Linked DNA regions of Mus musculus: region 2 is linked to region 1. Evidence: chromatin contacts called from public ChIA-PET data. All regions are on one chromosome and are shown on one strand. The core of a region is the stretch at or near the end of the contact, and the rest is flanking DNA. Distances in the headings are between cores, read along the strand shown.

Region 1 (4,064 bases), core at 1,132-3,631:
GAGATGGTTTGAAATAGCTGTGGTTTTGTGTTACTCTACCTGTGCAGAAGAGATTGTAGGAAACAAGAAATGTAGTAGAAATATAAAATGGGAAAAGATCATATGAAACCTGCAGGATGAGACATCATCTCATTAATTTGGACTTTCTCTTTTCAAGTAATATGGGTAGACCTCACTTTATTGGTATGTGATTTCTTTAGCACAGTTTCACATCATCATGGTGCAACAGCTATCCCTTGCGTTCTCCTTTGTTCCTCACTTAGTGCCCTACACACAATGGATTTACCCACAATGATCTGGTCATTCATTCAGAAAGTATTGCTTATGTGCTGTCTGTCAGGTACTGGAGGTCCAGGAAATACACTGTAGAAAAGAAGGCATGATGTCTGCATGAAGAGTTAGAGTCAGAACTAATTTCATCTGCATCTGTTACAAGTTCTGAGATCTGGTCTTTCTCTGGGTCACTTCCCAATTCATTGCAGTAAATCTCAAAGAAATGTGTTACCAAATTTTCATAACATATAACTAGTTAATCAAAACCCCCATCAGCCACAGATATTTTTATCTATTTTAAATAGAGACTGTCTGTTTGGGCTCTGGGTTTGTAAAACCAAGTCACTAATTTACTATTATGTAATAGATAGAAAATTGTGTGGCTATACACACACACACACAACACACACACACTTTGCATTCTTGGCTGAACTCCACAGAAAAAGGAATTCCTGGAATCAGTACTAAATAATCACATTATCACATTATATGTGTCTATTTTAAAATAGTTATACTATTTTAATCCTCTAAACTCCTCTAAAAAGAACTGCACAACTATACATTTGAGTATTGTCATGATACCTTTCAAGATCTGGCTATTTTTCAAGTTGTTGTTGCTGCTGTTGTTCTTGTATGTGCTAGATATGGATGTGTGTATATGGACACACATGATATGTCATGTGTATACAAATAAGAGGACAGCTTTGTTTGGTCACTTCTTTTCTACTACCTTTGCTTGGGTCCTGAGGATCAAGTTCAGATCATCAGTTGGTATTACAAGTTGACGCTCACCTCAGAGGACCGGCTTGCTTAATCTCCATTCCAGAGAATAGCTGCTCATAATGAAGGGTGTCTGAAAGTGGCCAAAATGAATGTTTCTGAAGCTATGGGAAGGATGAAAGAATAAGAGATAGCAGCTTCAGAATGTCCCATGATATGTATATCCATTCAGTTGTCATGAGAAGCAACCTAAATGACTTTGTGATTACATCTTTTCCTCTCCCAAAGAGAATCTTCTAGTGATAGAGAGAGAATTAAATCTGGAAATCAAATGAACAGTCCTGTTTAGAGAGACCAGGAAGAAAAATCTGATGAATGCCCAATAAAAGGGAGGAGTATACAGAGCCAATACAGAAAAGGAGATGCACCTCACCGCACAATTACGATAATGAATTAGGGAAGTCAGACAGACAAGTCAAGTTGTTAGCACCTTAACACACCAGATTGATTGGCTCTTCTTTTCTGGCCTCCTTTATAATTTTTTAATCTATTTTTTCCTCTTATTCATTCAGTTCTACATTTATTTCAGAATTCTCTTTTGTGTGGTATTTGTGATATTATTGAGTGTAGCTATCCTCAGGACAACAAACACAAATGTGATGTGTATTATCTCCTTCAGACACTCACATCCTTAGTACCGTCCCAGATTCTGTCAGTCTTGCCACTTTCTTTGGGTGAAGGTTATTATCTCATTTGTACATGGTTAGTAATTACGATTTAACTAGTATTCGGTTACTATTAGACCTATAAAAATTGCTATCCTCTTTCTGTACTCCTCTGCTGTTAGTAACGACAAACCATTTGGTCAGCTCTAAGACCAAGTATCTGTCTAAAGTCCTTACTCAGAGGCTGAGGAACAGCTAAATCAGTCAGTGCATGCCACGCAAAGATACGCATGAGGACCTGAACAACTCACAGAGAAGTGGGTGGCAGGCTCCGGTAATCCCAACACTGAGGAGGCAGAAGCAAGAGAAACCCTGGGGTTTCCTGGCTTAGGCCAATGAGAAGCTCTGACCTTTCCCCAAAAGAAAAGATGCACAGGGCCTGAGAACACACACAGTTGTGTATCATCTGGTCAACACACACACACACACACACACACACATATACACGCCATGCATATATCACACATACACCCACATATATAGAGATATATAGATATAACCCTGGCAGAAAGCACAGAGGGATTCAAGTAATGTTTTGCTAAAGGGTCAGTTATTCTAAATAGTCTTAGTGGGCTGTGTGCTTTGAATCCCTTATGCAGTGGAAGATGACTCCTCAGTTTTCCTTGACATGCACAAACACTTTCAGCATGTCTGCGCTTGTTTTACTTCCTCATGCTTGTGGGCTTCCTCCCCACCAACCACACTGCTACGAAAGTCCTGCGTTACCTTAGATACCGCCGTCACATTGCAGTTTCCACTTTGATTTAAACATTTCACTTAGCTAACCTATGAGTATTTAGTAAGATCATCTACTTCATATAATCCAATTCACATTTCAGTCATCAAACCCTGTACCCACACTTGGGATCACCTAATCTGCTTAATTGAAATTAAAAATGAAACAAAAGCTGCCATTTAAGAATTATGTGACTTCAGTGGTTTTCTTTTTTCCTTCTGATGACCATTTGGCTATCTTATGGGAAATACCAATTCCATGACCTTGAACCTTGTTTTTAAATTTACTTTACAGTCCTCTGGCTACTTACTACATTTCACTATCTGAATGAATGAGTGAATGAATGAATGAATGAATGAATACAACTTGTTTGTTAAATGTGCAGCTGTATCTCACCAGTGAAGATTTGACTGATTCTTTTACTAAAGGGAAGCCTCAGTAAACACTTCCATGACTGAAGTCCTGCAGATCAGAACTGGGTTATCAGTTTGAAAGCAGAGCATTCAATCACCTCTGAAATCCCAAGGGGAAAGTTGCTCCTGCGCTGTTTGGACCTCTTCCCCTCTAATAAAGTGCATTTTCACACTAGAACCTCTGTAATCATGTATATGGATTTTTCTGTGATATTTTTATTGGAACAGCCCTTCAAATAACCTAATAATTTAACTCTGAAGGTGATTCAGATGGGTATTAATGAGGTGCAGCTTTTCCTAGAAAGTTAGTTGATGCTCAAGTCCTTTGTGGAAGGGAAAATTTCTCTTTCTGAGAAGATGGGCATCATCTAAGGATTTCACACACTCCTGCACACTTACTGCATCTTGGTCCGACACAGTTTTGTGTTAGTTAGATGTTGACATTACAAATCTGACCTTCAACAATTGCTACCACTTCCCCTGATTTTATGCTACAGTATGGTCAGATGTATTCAACAGTAGCCAGTATCCAACTGAAAGGCTACACCCCAAACTCCAAGTGCGACCCTCCTGTTCCCAAATCAGTAGGACTTGTCCACTTTGCTTCCTGGGGAGTGCGGGCAACTGGAAATGCCGTAGAAAAACTTGAGATAAGTTCTTTTCCTGGCTAGTCCTCTATCTTTTGCCTCCTCTACAGCGTCTTCACATCATCTTCACATAGCTGCTTTCTGCCCTAGAAGCTCCCATCGAATAAACTGATTTTGGGGTGGACCTGTGTGTCCAAATTGAGTTTTGAAAAATACTTATCCTCTAAAGTTCCAATAAATGTTGCCCTCAGCCTTCTTGGTCTGCACAAGGCTGGTGCTCCCTCAGTAACTAGATGTAAATGTATGCAAAATTACTGGGGTGGGGGGTGCTCTGAGTTGGATGCAGTACACACCCAGGCACCAAATTCTCAGCACAGAAAAAGATTTCCTACCCTGGAGGAGCAATCAGGGGAGACAGGGAGAGGCTGCAAAGACAGACAGCAAGTAGCAGCAGCAGCAGCAGCACCATCAATAACATTATCTATCAGTAAGCAGGCAGCATGTGTATTTTGCAGGAGTAGGTTTTTAAGTAGAAAAAGTCTTAGCTATGGTGAATTGGTAATCTCTGATTGGACATATTAGCCAAATAGTGAGTTTTGGTTTTTGGATC
Region 2 (4,064 bases), core at 668-3,167, 300 kb after region 1:
AAAAAAAAAGCAAAAAAAGAATGGAAAAAAAATCCATAGTGTGACTTTAAAGAAGTTTGTTTTTGTCTCAGGTGATGCTTAAGAATATTGGAAACAATTAGTTTCAGAGTTTCAGCATCTTATGTGAGGCTAGTGACTGCTATGAAATTTAAAGGTATTTTCTAATGTTCTTCATTTAATGGAGCAGAGAAAAACCTTCTTGCAGCTGTGCAATAAGCATGACCACAGTAGAGGGTAATGTCTGAGTAGATGGCCTGTAGGCTGGTGATGGCCTGTAGGCTGGTGATGGCCTGTAGGCTGGTGATGGCCTGTAGGCTGGTGATGGCCTGTAGGCTGGTGATGGCCTGTAGGCTGGTGATGGCCTGTAGGCTGGTGATGGCCTGTAGGCTGGTGATGGCCTGTAGGCTGGTGATGGCCTGTAGGCTGGTGATGGCCTGTAGGCTGGTGAGCATGTTGGGCACCACTGTGCCTCTCCTTCACTTGTGCAGCTCGATATTCTCTATGATGTTTGTCAGGGAATACAAAGAAGGCATTAAAGTATAGCATTTCAGACATAACTGAACAAAGGACAGACCCTTGTTTTGGCATTAATTTTTGTTTATTCATAATAAATACAACTATGAGAGTTTAAAACAACCTCCTTCTCTGTTTAATGTACAGAAAGCAAAGGGCCACTAGCTCAAACCATTTGGCCAATTCTGTGGGATCCTTAAAAATACATGTTCTATTTACATATATTTTACATGTTTTGTTCCTTACTAAAATCTTCATTTGATGTATTACCTTAAAAAATAAAATAGCTACCAAAAGTAGTAGTATAATTTTTACTTTCTGGTTGAGGTAGAGCTCAACCAGAAGTTAGAAAGCAACTTGGCCACAGATCTTTGCAAAGCAAATGTGAATTCACGTTATTTGCTGACAGTGCGTCTGAAACCCAGAATATTTACATTTCAAAAAGAGCACAGCCTCATTCTATTTCAAATTGGAAGATTCCTTAGGGTTGATCACCTGTTAAGCAAAAATGCTGGGCGATACTCCCTGGGAGCTAAGGCTCGGGCTGCCAAAATGGTAAACCTCCCAGTAGAAAGCAATAGGAAGAAAACTTTAGCATTCTTTATCAGGTAATTTCAGGCACAATGAGTAACTGGAACTTCTGTTTGAAAACACTTTAATGTTTTTGGACCTGTTAGGTTCCTGATCTGAATAATCACACAAATATATAAGAAATTCAGCTAATTGTGTCTTTTTAAAAAAAAATTAACTTGAATTTTAAAATCTAATTAATACTCTTTGATGGCTTCATTCTCATTCTGCCTTTGTTTTTTCATAAAAGAAAATCTCCTAGTTTTTTCAGGAAGAAAATACATATTCGAAAAGGAGGCATTGATTAGTATCTCAAGCCTATTGTTTTCTTTGCAAAATATGATTCTCTTTATGTAAGCCAAAAGGCCCTTTAGACTACCAGACTGGTGATGAAGCAAAAATATTTGCACTTTGAAGTCAGGGGAAACAGCTTGCTGGGTTGACAGAGGCAAGGGGGAGGGAGGTGTACCTGGAGTCTCTAACAAATCAGGAAACACAGCAAGACATTTAAGTAAATTAGATGGGATGGGAGATGAAGCCCTAGAATACAAATAGTTAGTTAACATTTGTTTCACTCTGAAAATAAACTTTTTCCATTGAATGAAAAAAAAAAGTGTAATCGGTGTAGATGGTAACATCATTAAATAACTACTCCGTGGGGCAAAATGACATGTGACTTTGTCTCTATGTGTTGTTTGCTAGACACGGGTTCTAAGAATGGGAAATATATTCATGAACATTTGGGGAAAACTCTTTTTGGCAGTTTGGATAGGTTTGGCCCACATAGTTTCATGTGTTTGACTATGTGGCCCACAGGAAGTGACACTAATAGATGTGGCTTTGCTGGAGGGAATGTGTCACTGTGCAGCTCCAGCTCTGCCCAGTGTATCGAATCAGTCTCCTGTGGATCAAGACGTTGAACTCTCAGCTCCTCTAGCACCAAGACTGCCTACACAATGCCATTCTTCCCACATGCTGATAATGCACTAACCCACTGAAATGGTAAACCTGCCCCAGCTAGGTTTCCTTTATAAAAGTTGCCTTGTTTAATGGTATCGTTTCACAGCAATAAAAAACCCTAAATAAAACAGTCTGTCTTAAATTATCTTAGTTATGTTGTGATTGCAGTGACAAAAAGCTTTGGCCAAGACAACTCATAGAAGAAACCATTTAATTGGATTGATAGCTTCAGAAGGTTAAAAGCCATGATGGTGGAACAAAGCCATGGTAGCAGCAACAGCTGAGAGCCCATTGTATTGTTCTTCAAACAGGAGGCAGAAAGAGACACAGAAGGAATGACAGGGGTCTTTTGAAACAACAAATTCCACACCCAGTTACACACCTCCTCCAATAAGTCCACACCCTTGATTTATTCTCAAACAGTTGGAATGACTGGGGGCCAAATACACTGAGCCAATGGGACATTCTCATTCAAACTTCCACATCAGCCATCAGCAAGTTCCAGTTATTGTACTGGACCTGTTGAATATATTTTATACACTTACTTACCTGAAAAGAGGAAATAAATTGCTTAGAATTTGAGATAAAATAGAAAAGATATATACTCTACGTTCAATAACAAGCTATTTTTAGCAGATTATTAAAATGAATGTTTTAAAACAAAGATTTTGTTACTTAATAATGCATGATTCATCTTGTATCTATAGAACACTCTTAGTTACTATATGAAACAAACAAGTAAAAAGATACATGAAGTGCATAAAATTGCCGTGAAAATTTCTTGTGGGCATTATAAGTAATAAGCAGATATTAAAAAAGATAATGATGAAATATAATGAACCTATTGAATAACTGAAAATGTGTTGTAATTCCCATTTCAAGATGTCATAGAAAAAGAATTTTTAGTTGATTTTATGTCTGTCCTAAGAATGGGAAATATATTTATGAACATTTGGGAAAACTCCTTATCGTGGTTTTGGATAGGTTTGGCCCACATAGACTCATGTGCTTGAATACTTAGTCCACAGGGAATGGCACTTAATTTATTGGTTATCAGGCCTGAGGATCTGACTTTGGAAAGCTTTATTTTAAATATATGTGCCTCTGCACTGCCTTTAGCCAACTGATACAGCTTAACTCTGGATTGGGCAGCTATGAGCATTTATTTTAAAACATTGGTAGGTTTCTCTGCAATTGCATTTGGATTGATAACACAGCATTCAAATACACATGATGCTTTTCCATTCCCTTTGCATAACTTGAGAAGTACTGCCTTACATTTGGAAGTACAGAATTACAAATTTCTCTTCATTGTTTAGAAATTATTTTCAAGTTAAATAACATGCAATCACTTGTCACAATTGTGGGCAAACCTCAAAACTGGTCTATGAAATCAGCAACTCTATTCGTTTTCATACTTGACAACCCAGCCCAATTTGAACCTTTATTACGTTCTCGTTCTTTCCTTTAAAAAGAAAAACTCATGGCATGATTAAAACTTTGTTGTATAATAAGGAGGTATAAGTAAGTTGGAATTCCTATGCCTAACATAGCTTTATATGTGAATTTAGTCTTGAGTCTGTACAAATGCAGAGAGACTGAAGACCACTTACAGTTTTTTTTTTTTTTCATTTACCTTACTGGATTTTTGAGGAAAAGAACTGTTATATAAGTTATAACAATATTTTTGACTTTAAGAGTTTGTCTTAGTCAGGGTTTCTATTCCTGCATAAACATCATGACCAAGAAACAAGTTGGGGAGGAAAGGGTATATTCAGCTTACATTTCCATGTTGCTGTGTATCACCAAAGGAACTCAAGCAGGTCAGGAAGGAGGAGGTGATGCAGAGGCCATGGAGGCTTGTTACTTACTGGCTTGCTTCCCTTGGCTTGCTCAGCTTGCTTTCTTATAGAACTCAAGACTACCAGCTGGGTTCCACCTACAAGTGGCCCTCCGCCCTTGATCACTAATGCAGAAAATGCCCCACAGCTCAATCTCATGGAGGCATTTCCCCAACTGAA

What was found. ChIA-PET counts read pairs in DNA pulled down with a chosen protein or histone mark.
Region 2: a contact with region 1 is called in an RNA polymerase II ChIA-PET map of effector CD8 T cells, with 9 read pairs. The contact joins two enhancer-like sites. A contact is called at or near these places in 1 of 15 datasets of contacts at CTCF or cohesin (the NIH/3T3 cell line) and 2 of 115 datasets of contacts at active chromatin or transcription factors (CD8 T cells and effector CD8 T cells).

What each region holds. Positions count from the first base shown.
Region 1 is chr10:28,513,925-28,517,988 of GRCm38.p6, forward strand. All of the region lies in intron 13 of Ptprk (protein tyrosine phosphatase, receptor type, K), which reads left to right. Among named protein-coding and RNA genes, the nearest start is that of Themis, 150 kb to the right of the region's middle. Within about 2 kb of position 2,382, at least 54 of the 459 cell types and tissues checked have an H3K27ac peak or open chromatin away from gene starts, as enhancers often do. A contact at or near this core is called in CD8 T cells and effector CD8 T cells, where this site is marked.
Region 2 is chr10:28,814,439-28,818,502 of GRCm38.p6, forward strand. All of the region lies in intron 4 of Themis (thymocyte selection associated), which reads left to right. Among named protein-coding and RNA genes, the nearest start is that of Themis, 150 kb to the left of the region's middle. Within about 2 kb of position 1,918, at least 13 of the 459 cell types and tissues checked have an H3K27ac peak or open chromatin away from gene starts, as enhancers often do. A contact at or near this core is called in CD8 T cells and effector CD8 T cells, where this site is marked.